Linked DNA regions of Zea mays: region 1 is linked to region 2. Evidence: chromatin contacts called from public Hi-C data. All regions are on one chromosome and are shown on one strand. Each heading gives the region's core, a stretch centred on a gene start, on an enhancer-like site or on the middle of the called end of the contact. The rest is flanking DNA. Distances are from core to core; before and after follow the strand shown.

Region 1 (5,077 bases), core at 2,509-5,008, 650 kb before region 2:
AGAGTTGAAATTTTAGATGACTGCGTATAGATAGATCTGCATGGGATTTATCTGGCAAAAAGAACGTAGCATTCGGTGCGCATTGTTACCTGTCTATACAACGTAGAGTCTCCGTGGGATTTCCTAAGCTCTACGACATATAATGATGGACCGAGCTCAAACACCTGGAAAAAGATCAAGAATTGTACTGTTAAGGGACGCGTGTGTATTCTTTTCTGCATTGGTTTTGAATAAAAGCAAGGTGTCCTGTGTCATTTTACCTCGGTGCACACCAACAATGATGACGGGTTCCTGGAACACTTGCTATTCTTCAAGACCTTGAGCTGTAAAACACAGCATGACTTCAAGTTCAGTTCAGCTACCCCATCAATTTATATAGGAGTATATATATATATATATATATATATATATATATATATATATATATATATATATATATATATATATATATATATATATATATATATATATATATATGCAATGGTGATTACAATACATGCTTATCTCTACCTTGCCTGCCCCCCTATGGACTTTGAATCCCATCTCCATGACAACGCTCTCGATCTTGTCAAATAGATCCTTGGGTGGGTGCGTCGAAGTGAACCGAATCTTTCTTTGCGCTGCATCCTGCAATGGATCCAGGAACCATAGAATAGAAGTGAGGTGACTTTTCATGCATGTCTCGCTTTTTATGAACATTCAATGAACTGTACAAACAAAACACAAACCTCTTCCTCGAAGAAACCAGAAAGGTCAAGGGAAGAGGCCATCCCGATCAACTGAAAAGCGTTGATAGGAGAACACTTCTCTTGCGCCGGCTCATCGATTGGCTTCAGGAAGAAGAAACCAAAACAGTCAGCTTTAATTAATACAAGAAACCAAAAGAATCGAGTAGTTCCTCCCATTCTCTCTCCTCTCACAGCTTTACACACCTTTATCGAGGGAGCTGGACTAGGAAGGACGTCTTCGTCATCATCGTGCGGAACAGCAGGCACGTAGTCCTTCTTGAACCACTCGTGCTCCCTGATCCCCGCGACGTTGATCCTCTTCATCGGATTCGGTTGGAGGATCCTCTTGAGAAGGTCCTGCGCGGCAGGCGAAAGCCACTTGGGGATCTGACAGTCTCCCTTGAAAATCTGTAACACCCACAGAGCAATCTCAGAGCTTGTGTAGATTTGCTAAAATTCCAGAGCTTGCTTTGTACTGATATATGCCAACCTTCTGATAAAGAACGACGAGGTTCCTGTCGTCGAAGGGAAGGCAGCCAACAAGCATCACGTAGAGGATCACCCCACACGACCAGAGATCTGACAAGGAGCCGTCATAGCCTCTGTTTTGCAGAACCTGGCATGAATTTAGCACAGAATCAGCACAGCCGAGAGGAGAGAAACTGATGAAATGAAACTGCTTGCTGCCGGTTCTTTAAATACCTCAGGAGCTATGTAGTTGGGGCTGCCACATGTTGTGTGCAGAAGTCCGTCACTCTGAAAGGTGTGAAGCGCATGTCGTTTGGTAAATTATGCATACATACAGAGGAATCATCGCATACAGAGCAACCAAACCATGCCATCGTACCCCGAGATGTTGAGGTAGAGCGCTGAGGCCGAAGTCAGAGATCTTGATGGTGCCCTTCCGATCAACAAGGACATTCTCTGGCTGTAACAGACAGAAGAATAAAAGAAGCAAACTGCTGTCACGGACAGAAGAATCAAGCAAAGCCCTAGTTGAGTTTGAGTTCCACGCTGACAAGTATATATGAATGCAAGAGAAGCAACTGAACTGACGGTGAAGGCTACCTTGAGGTCTCGGTGGTAGACACCTCTGTCATGGCAATAGCTGACGCCGTCGATTAGCTGCTGGAAGAGCCTCCTGCCCTCGTGTTCGGACAGTTTCCCCTTGATAGCCTTTTGTGTGTAAAACAGCGCGTTAGAAAACAGGAGCGTTAGAAAGATGAATTTTTACGTGCAAACAAACAGCGCGTTTTGACGACGTGTGGGCTTACGATCTTGTCGAAGAGCTCGCCGCCGTTGACAAACTCAAGCACCATGTAGATCTTCGTTTTACTGGCAGCAACCTGCAGAGAAAAAGGTTGGTCTCAATATCAGTCACCCACACCTCTTTTTTTTTTTTTTTTTTTGCTTCCAGTTGCAAACAAACACGATTCCTATTTACTGTTATTTTCAGCAACTAGGGCCTGAATGAGATACGGGTACAACAGTAATCTTTCCCTGCATCCTTTTTCTTTCCCCGGCCCTCGTCACAATTATTACCCTGCATGCTCAAGGCTTCTTTGGTGGTGGTGGTGGTACTAGGCGTACTCGATGCCAAAGGCTTCTTTAGGTAGGTGCACCAAATCATCAAAAAAAAAAAAAACCCAAACTGCTCGGCGGGTCTCGTCTCTGTGCTCCGGCCTCCGGAACGGCGATTGCTGCTGCTCAGCTTGGGAGCACAGAGACCACCGGTCACACCAAGGCGCACAGAGTTGGTGGCCGCGGCCAGCGGCCCGGGGGGGAGGATAGAGGAGCAGCCAAGGGGGCCCCGCGGAACACGTGTGCGGGGCCCGTGCGACAAGTGTTGCGTCGCGGGCAGGCCCACGCGGTGTGGGGTGACTTGGTGCACCCAGCTCACGACGATGCATGCATAATACTCCAGCAGTACCTGCCTGGCCAGATGTACCGGGACCGTGTGAGGCCGACGTGGCGGGGCCACCAGGAAGCCGGCCACATGGCTCGACGGGTAGCCCAAGAGGCATGCGTACCGCGCGCGGTGGGCCCGCCCCCTTCGTGTGCCGTGTTGCTCTACTGTGCCGAAACGGGAACCGTCCCGGCCGGTGGTCGGTTTCATTTGTACAAGTGGAGACGAGACGGTCACGGACCTGACGCTCCGGATGGGATCGCTTTCGTATCCGGCACACTGCGACTGTGTGAAACTGTGGCCTGAGATGTCTCGCTTGGAATGCATGTGGTTTTCGTCACAGAATCAAAGGACATGACTTTTTTTTCCTTGTTATTATTACTACAAGCAATTTCACAAAAAACCTGGCGAAAAATCGTATCGTTTTCTCGCGATTTTTTTTCCTGAGCGTAATTCCAGGAGCCCGTGAGCCTTCTTCCTTCCTTTTTTTTTCCCCCTTTGGCTTTGGAACCCCGAGAGGCGAAGAGCCCGTGAACTATAGACTCTCGAGTCTCGACAGGCCTCTCTCTCTACTTGCAGGTGCATGTGGCGTGGCGAGGCGAAACCGCTTTATGCCCAGGACAGGGGCTCATATTCCGGTAGCGGCCGGAGTAAAAACTCCGGCGGAGATGCCGTGCGGCGTGGATCGAAGGACCGGACGTCAGCCAAAGCTCCCGCCGGTGTTTTCCGCGTGAACAGCGTTGAGAAGCAAGCGACGAGAGCTAGCAGAGAGAAAAGAGATCCTTTGTTTTGTGTTTGTGTGTGTGTGTGACGAAAGAGTCTCATCCCGGCCGCGCAAGCAAAAACCGCTAATCCTTTGGTTCCAAGTAAAAGCCAGATGGTCCGTTACTTGCAGGACAGTACAACTGGACAGCTAGCCTAATAATCCCTTACGGAGCACAGCAAGTTCATTTTCTAGCGTCATGGAATGGAAGTATACGGGATCGGATCCTATCTTACCAGTCCAGCAGACAAGGGGAATTGGTCCAGCTGGAGCTGGAAGGAGCGAGGAGGAGAAGGATCCAATCCAAGAAGAAATGAAGGAACGATACGAAAGGGGAGGTTTGAAGCAAGTTCGGTGTGCCACGCACCTCGTGCAAGCGGACGACATTCGGGTGCTTGAGCAGCTTGAGCGTCCCGATCTCCCTCCTGATCTGCAAACAGCGCCAGCGCAAAGCGAAATGGACGAAGAAGCCGCCGTCAGCATGCTCGGCGGACCGGACCGGACTGGAATCTGAAACGGCTAGCGCGCGGCGGCGAAACACGTGTGTGGCATGCCCAACCTGGTCGTCGATGCGGAGGGAGAGGATCTTGCTGCGGTCGAGGATCTTGATGGCGAAGTGGCCGCCGCTGGCGATGTGGCGCGCGTACTTCACCTTGCCGAAGTTGCCCTCGCCGAGGGTCCGCCCGATCTCATACCTCCCCAGCAGCGACGCCCGCGTGCACTCCGCGTCCGCCCGCCGCTCGCCGTTCACCATTCACAAACGCGCGGCCGAGAGGGCTCGCTCGTGTGTGACCGGACACGGCCCCGCCTTGCTCCGTCGATCCCTCTTTCTCTCTGTCTGTCTGTCTTCGCAGCTCTGGAATGGATGAGGCAGCAAGGGAGGGAGGTGGAAGGAGAGGGTGGAAGGGGGCGGGGTACTTATAGCTCCTGCCTGCTCTTCTTCTAGCCTCATCACAGTCGTCTACTCGTCTACCCTTCTCCTCTTCCCTTGTCTCTTGTGTGGCAGGCAGCCCTGCCCTTTCGCTTGCTTGCTTGCTTGCGCTCCGTCGCCTCAGCCTCAGATTCCGTGAGATGTAACCCGGATGGGCAACTGGTAAACGCACACGCAAAAGCCTCTGCTCTGTCCACGATTATATTACTATTAAACAAAACAAATGGGACAAATCCACGCGGCCTTGCTGCTGCTACGTCCACCAGGCCTCCGCGTAGCAGCCAGGTCAATGAACGCTCCCCTCAGTTTGATCCTCTTAGCTAGCTCTATGTTCATTGCTGATAACGCGAATCAAATTCACCAGTTCCGCTAGGCAGTCAGAGAGAAATAGCGAGATTGCTTGGCCGAGTGGCTATAAACTCTTGACACAGATATACATACTAGTCGGTTGCCCGTACTGTCCGTAAACTATCCACCAAACAGATCTTAAATTTTTTTATTGATTGTCTTCACTCTTCGCATAATATTTTTTTTATTTGACTAACTGATATTGTTGTTTACTCCATGTCTCCATCTAATATGTCTCGGTACAACACGGCTAATGAAGAGAGCGATTAGAAAAGAGTTCACAACGACTGACTGAACGAACAGAAAATATAGAATGGCATAATTTCACCATATATAGACCAAATAAGATGAAATTTGTGAGCTCAAGTTTCTAAGTCACATGAACTCAAACTTATAAAAAA
Region 2 (4,794 bases), core at 204-2,703:
CTATAACCAATGAGTTCCACATCTCCACAGCCACGAGCCATAACGGATCAATTCCCCATCAGCGTAGCCACGATTGAAGCGCGCCATGATCTCGGTTGATGAATAGTGGAATCCATCATACTGCAGTTTTGCAATCTTCTCTACACACGTCCACCAATTGCTATGGTTCAAACATGCTAACATACAAGAAACAAATATCCCAATTGACCAACATGGTAAATACAAATGAAAAATGCTTAGACGTAGATACATATGGAGATCTCAACATTAGTCCAGACTGAAATATAATATAGAATGAAATAAAAACGCTGTGACCTTAGGAGATTCACGGGTTGAACAGAACCAGCATGTAAATTTGTGTAGCTGCGACCTAAATTTTTGCACACTTCAGACTCATGGAGCGATTAGTATTACAAGACTGAAAATCGAGCTGGGTGAAGCGGACGTCAACGGTATTAACGTGCGTTTCAGGATCTTCAGTTCGATTGGTGTCAGGATTTCTTCGATTCATTATGCAAGCACAGAATATAAAACGTTGCTCGTAATAGAAGGAGCGCAGAACGACTTAAAAATTGTTTGAACATAATTACCGATTGTACCTTGGGAGTCGCGTCGTAGCTCCATGTTTTTGTTGTAGATCTCCGTGCTCGATGCAAAAATCCGGCGTGCGCAGCGGACCAACAGGCGCGGAAACAACGGATACAGGAACACGGAACAAGATGAGGGAGGAGACCCCGGGGCCAAAAACATCAACCCCCGTGCGATCTCCTCCCCCGGCACACAATAATCATCTTTTTATTAATACCTGGCCTGCCATGCGAGCGCACCCATCATGGCAAAGGCCTCCTCTAGGATGTCACATCTTTTTTTCTCTTTTTTGCTGTCGACGCACGCAGACTTTTACATGCTGCAGCTTACCTCGCCTCTTCCAGGCGGCATATCTCATAGATCTACTAATAATTATCGAAATTGATCCAATAATTATCAGCGCAGAGACATCATCCATCGAGGTGAAGCAGGACTGCAGACCAAGAGATCCCGCCGCCTCCAGCCATCGTCGCCTCAGATCCGCTCCGAACCGAACGACGACGACGACGACGACTTAGAAATTTCTCCAGATCTGGAACCAGAAGCAGAACATGCGATGCTCGACCACCAAAACAAAACAACATGAACCTTGAAGGCAAGGACTAACCGATACAGGATCCAACGCGGGTTTGTTGTTTTCTCCCAGTCCTAGCTCTATTCAAGCCCGTAAGATGCCGAATCCAGCAATCAGATCTGAGCCTGCATAACATGAAGCAAACGGATTTCCTGATAAATCAAAACAAAGTAGCTCACCGAGAGCACTCGCGAGGCAAGGTATCAAGGAGGACGGCCATCCAGGATCTGGAGGACGAGATGAGGTTGCGTGCAGGAGGGGAACGCGTCCAACAATGGTTTGTTCTTGGTTATCGACGAATAATTGGCGGAAACAAATGTATTTATGGTACCCTCTCCCGTTGGCCAAAGCGAGCGGCGGAGATGAGGCGGTTCGATTCGAACGGCTCACATAGAGATCACGTGTCGGGAGATCATTGGCCGTGAGCTGTGACAGCTGGTCGCAGGAGGAGACCGTGCTGGGCTGGTATTCTGGACGGAATTAGCGTCATTGCATGCGTCATCCAGTTGTTGACGGATCCGCTGTGGGCAGAAGGGAAGAGAGATTATACGTGGCCACACCGTTTCTCTACTACTACATAAGATACTATCGAGGGCGTCCACATTTTATTTTGGTGAAGCCTGACGCCCCCGCCCCCGCCCCCGCCTAGCCCGACGCCACGCCTCCGCTATCGCCGCTCTCTACACGCTCCTCGCCCCCGCTATAGCCACCTCAATGGAAGGTCCTTTGTACCATTCGCCGCCCTCTGTACCATTCGCCGCTCTCTACGCGCCGTGGATCCGCCACCTCAACTCCTCCCATTACCGCGCCCGCGCCATCAAAATCTGCCGCAGATCTCCTCTCCCCATTACCGCGGTCCATGGATTTCTCGAGTCAGTGGGAGGTCTGCCATCCATGGAAGGTCCGCCACCTCCTCCTTGGCCCGCGGCAAAAATGGCGTGGGAGCCAGATCTCCTCTCCCATTACCGCGCCCGCATGATATGGAAGGTCCCAGATATTCTCTCCCCATTACCACGGTCCATGGATTTCTCGACCTCGGCTACGGAGGCGGCGACATTATGAGCGCCGAGGTGCTACACTTCCACCCCAACGTGCTTCTTGACCAGGGCGGCTTCGGGTTCGGCCTCAGCAACGTGGCGGTCGACGGCGGATCTGGGCGCGCACTACGAGGCGAACAACAACGTGCTGGCCTCCTTCGCCAGCCAGCTCCTCGCTAACGCCCCCGCGCTGCCATGGGATGATCGTGCCGGCGGGAGGACGCCGTCAGACGAGATGGACGACGAGCTATACGGTGTCGCCGGCTGCGACAGCCACGTCGTGGCGAGCTTGCGGTGCCCCAGCCAATCCAGGGCCATGGCGGTCTGGTCGTCATCCAAGAAGTCGTACGATATCTGTACCAGCGCCGGCGGATCAGTAACCGTGCCGGCCCATGACACATACCACCTCGCCGGGGCCGGGCTCTCCAACGAGGGAGGCCTCCACTACCCGCTCGCCGCCTGCAGTGGAGCCAACGCGTCCGCGGTGGCGACGAGGGAGTTGTCGCTGACGCTGTGCTCCAACTCCATCGCTTCCTCGAACAGCACGCTAAACACGACGGAGCTAAGACTGGAGGAAGCTAAGTCTCTTGCAGAAAAGCTTTGTGATGGCCCTCTTTCAAGTGCTGCAAATTTGTGGATCCTGAGAGCTTCTATGGAGATAAATTCGTTGGCGACTGCTTCTGGCAGCTCTCCATTGAATAAGGAGAACTTGAGCTCTCTGTTTGATCTGTTTGGCACATGGTAAGTTCCTTATATCAACATTGACAAACTTTGGGTTTTACCTTACTACTATGACTGTGCTTGAAATCGTTCGTGATGCATTTCAGGCCATGAAATTGTTTTTCCATTAAATACTTGTAGTATTGGTTTTAATAGGTCATGCTTGTTTTCCCGCCTTTCTCCGGAGTCCCATCCCATTGCTGAGTGCATTGAAGTTAAAACAGGAAAAAAGAAGTAACTGCATGCAGTCAATATTGCCTCCTAAGTGTTGGGACCTGATGACACCTTGGCCTTTTGCTTGTTGCAGTCGACACAGATTGCTTGCTTTACCTCGGCCAAGCCTCAAGTTGATGCAATACTGCATAGAGCTGGAGGTGAGCCTTGCATCGCTCGGAAACCATGGCGCCCTCACAAATGCTCGACGACTATATGATTCAGTGGTCGACATGTATCCCCAGGAAAGGGAAGTGTGGAGGAGCTACTATAGCCTGGAGCTCAAGGTGAGACCACACATCACTGCTACCATGTATATGTGTGTGGATGTGGGTGGGTGTTTTCTCATTTCAGAATAACAAGGCTAAAACTTGATTATATACCCAGATGGGAACATCAGAGTCTGTCAACGCCGTGTACGCGCGTGCTCGCAAGGTGCTCGGTGACTCCACTGTTCATGCTTACCCCAGAGCTTAATTGTTTGGGTCAGCTCTCTCTGTGAGCATGCTTAGTTTGGGCCAGCAAGTAATTAAGCTGACACGTCGAAATTTTGGCTCTAAATCAGTGTGGATGGTAATTTGTGACTTGCAATACGCTGACAATCTCCTAGACATCAATATGAACATCCAAAATTCTTTCTTACCGAGATCACATAGACAGCTCCACAAGCAAAAATCATGTAGCTGGCAATCTCCTGGAGCAAAATCAGATCATCCCTTTCAAAACTTGGGTATGCCTTCGTCATGACAGCAACACTTCCAGGAACCAAAAATAAAAGGGTTGAAATAGACAGAGGAATAGGAACGTGATAAGATCAAGTTTTAGTCTATACTACTCTATTAAGGACCTAATGTGGTCACCTGATGCTACCAGTCTACCATGACTGCACTCTCTACGCACAGCGTCCGCAAAAAATAGTGCAAAGCGAGCACTCGAACTTACGTCCCTCTACTCGTTAACCACTAGACCACGTGTAACTTACTGTTTGAAAATAAAGAATAATTATATTTGCAGCCTAAGCACCGCTCCTCACGCTCTCCCGTCAAATGGCAATTAGTATTTTTGAATTTCAATGCATCTTATCAGAATATGTTCACTTCGTAGCAACGTACGGGCATTTACCTATGTTCACTCCGTAGCAACGTACGGGCATTTACCTAGTGAACTTTTAAGGCCCTGGTTCGTTTTCTCCGTTAGAATAAAATTTGTACTTTAGCCGTCGGAAAAGGTTGCGTAGTCTGTGGCCCACCGTTCAAGCAAGCTGATTAGATAAGGAAAACTGACTTTGTTTAGAACTCCACCCTTCAAGCAAAAGTTGATTATAGCCCGTTCGTTTTCATATGCTATATTTTAGTACCTATCACATTAGATGTTTAAGCCCTGTTTAGAAATATTTTAAAATAACACTACGGTATTTGATGATACTATAGTATTGAAACACAAAGGTGTTTGATTTATTGAGGCAAAACACCGCTTTAAATGCTATGGTTTATTTAAAACCGTGGTATTTTTTAGAGTTTTCGAAACTCCACTGAGTACCTTAGTTTTCTTCTCTTCTCTATATATACTTTGTTTTTCCAATAAAACCAAACAGTTCTCGGTTTTGAGCGATATTGTGGTTTTATTGTGATAAAATAATACCATAGTATTTGTGTCATGTAC

The links. Hi-C and Micro-C count contacts between places; a contact is called where the count stands out from the background.
Region 1: a Hi-C map of bundle sheath shows a contact between it and region 2, with 8 times the contacts expected there. The contact joins the promoter of LOC111591128 here to the promoter of LOC108961162 in region 2. A contact is called at or near these places in 3 of 25 Hi-C or Micro-C datasets (bundle sheath, endosperm and leaf mesophyll).

What each region holds. Positions count from the first base shown.
Region 1 is chr3:51,082,273-51,087,349 of Zm-B73-REFERENCE-NAM-5.0, reverse strand. It overlaps LOC111591128, which reads right to left and starts at 3,758. Exons shown (of 1, transcript XM_023301969.1): 1 at 2,119-3,758. The coding sequence starts at 2,961. The coding sequence ends at 2,188. LOC100037796 (protein kinase-like) reads right to left here and starts at 4,668. Exons shown (of 13, transcript NM_001112497.2): 1 at 3,957-4,668; 2 at 3,765-3,827; 3 at 2,003-2,074; 4 at 1,797-1,904; 5 at 1,576-1,656; 6 at 1,431-1,484; 7 at 1,219-1,344; 8 at 933-1,136; 9 at 729-830; 10 at 511-627; 11 at 261-323; 12 at 90-164. The coding sequence starts at 4,151.
Region 2 is chr3:50,425,483-50,430,276 of Zm-B73-REFERENCE-NAM-5.0, reverse strand. It overlaps LOC108961162, which reads right to left and starts at 1,453. Exons shown (of 3, transcript NM_001346811.1): 1 at 1,196-1,453; 2 at 600-1,120; 3 at 1-176. The coding sequence starts at 750. The coding sequence ends at 1. It overlaps LOC103650064, which reads left to right and starts at 1,766. Exons shown (of 3, transcript XM_008675731.4): 1 at 1,766-2,940; 2 at 3,227-3,419; 3 at 3,520-3,774. The coding sequence starts at 2,435. The coding sequence ends at 3,609.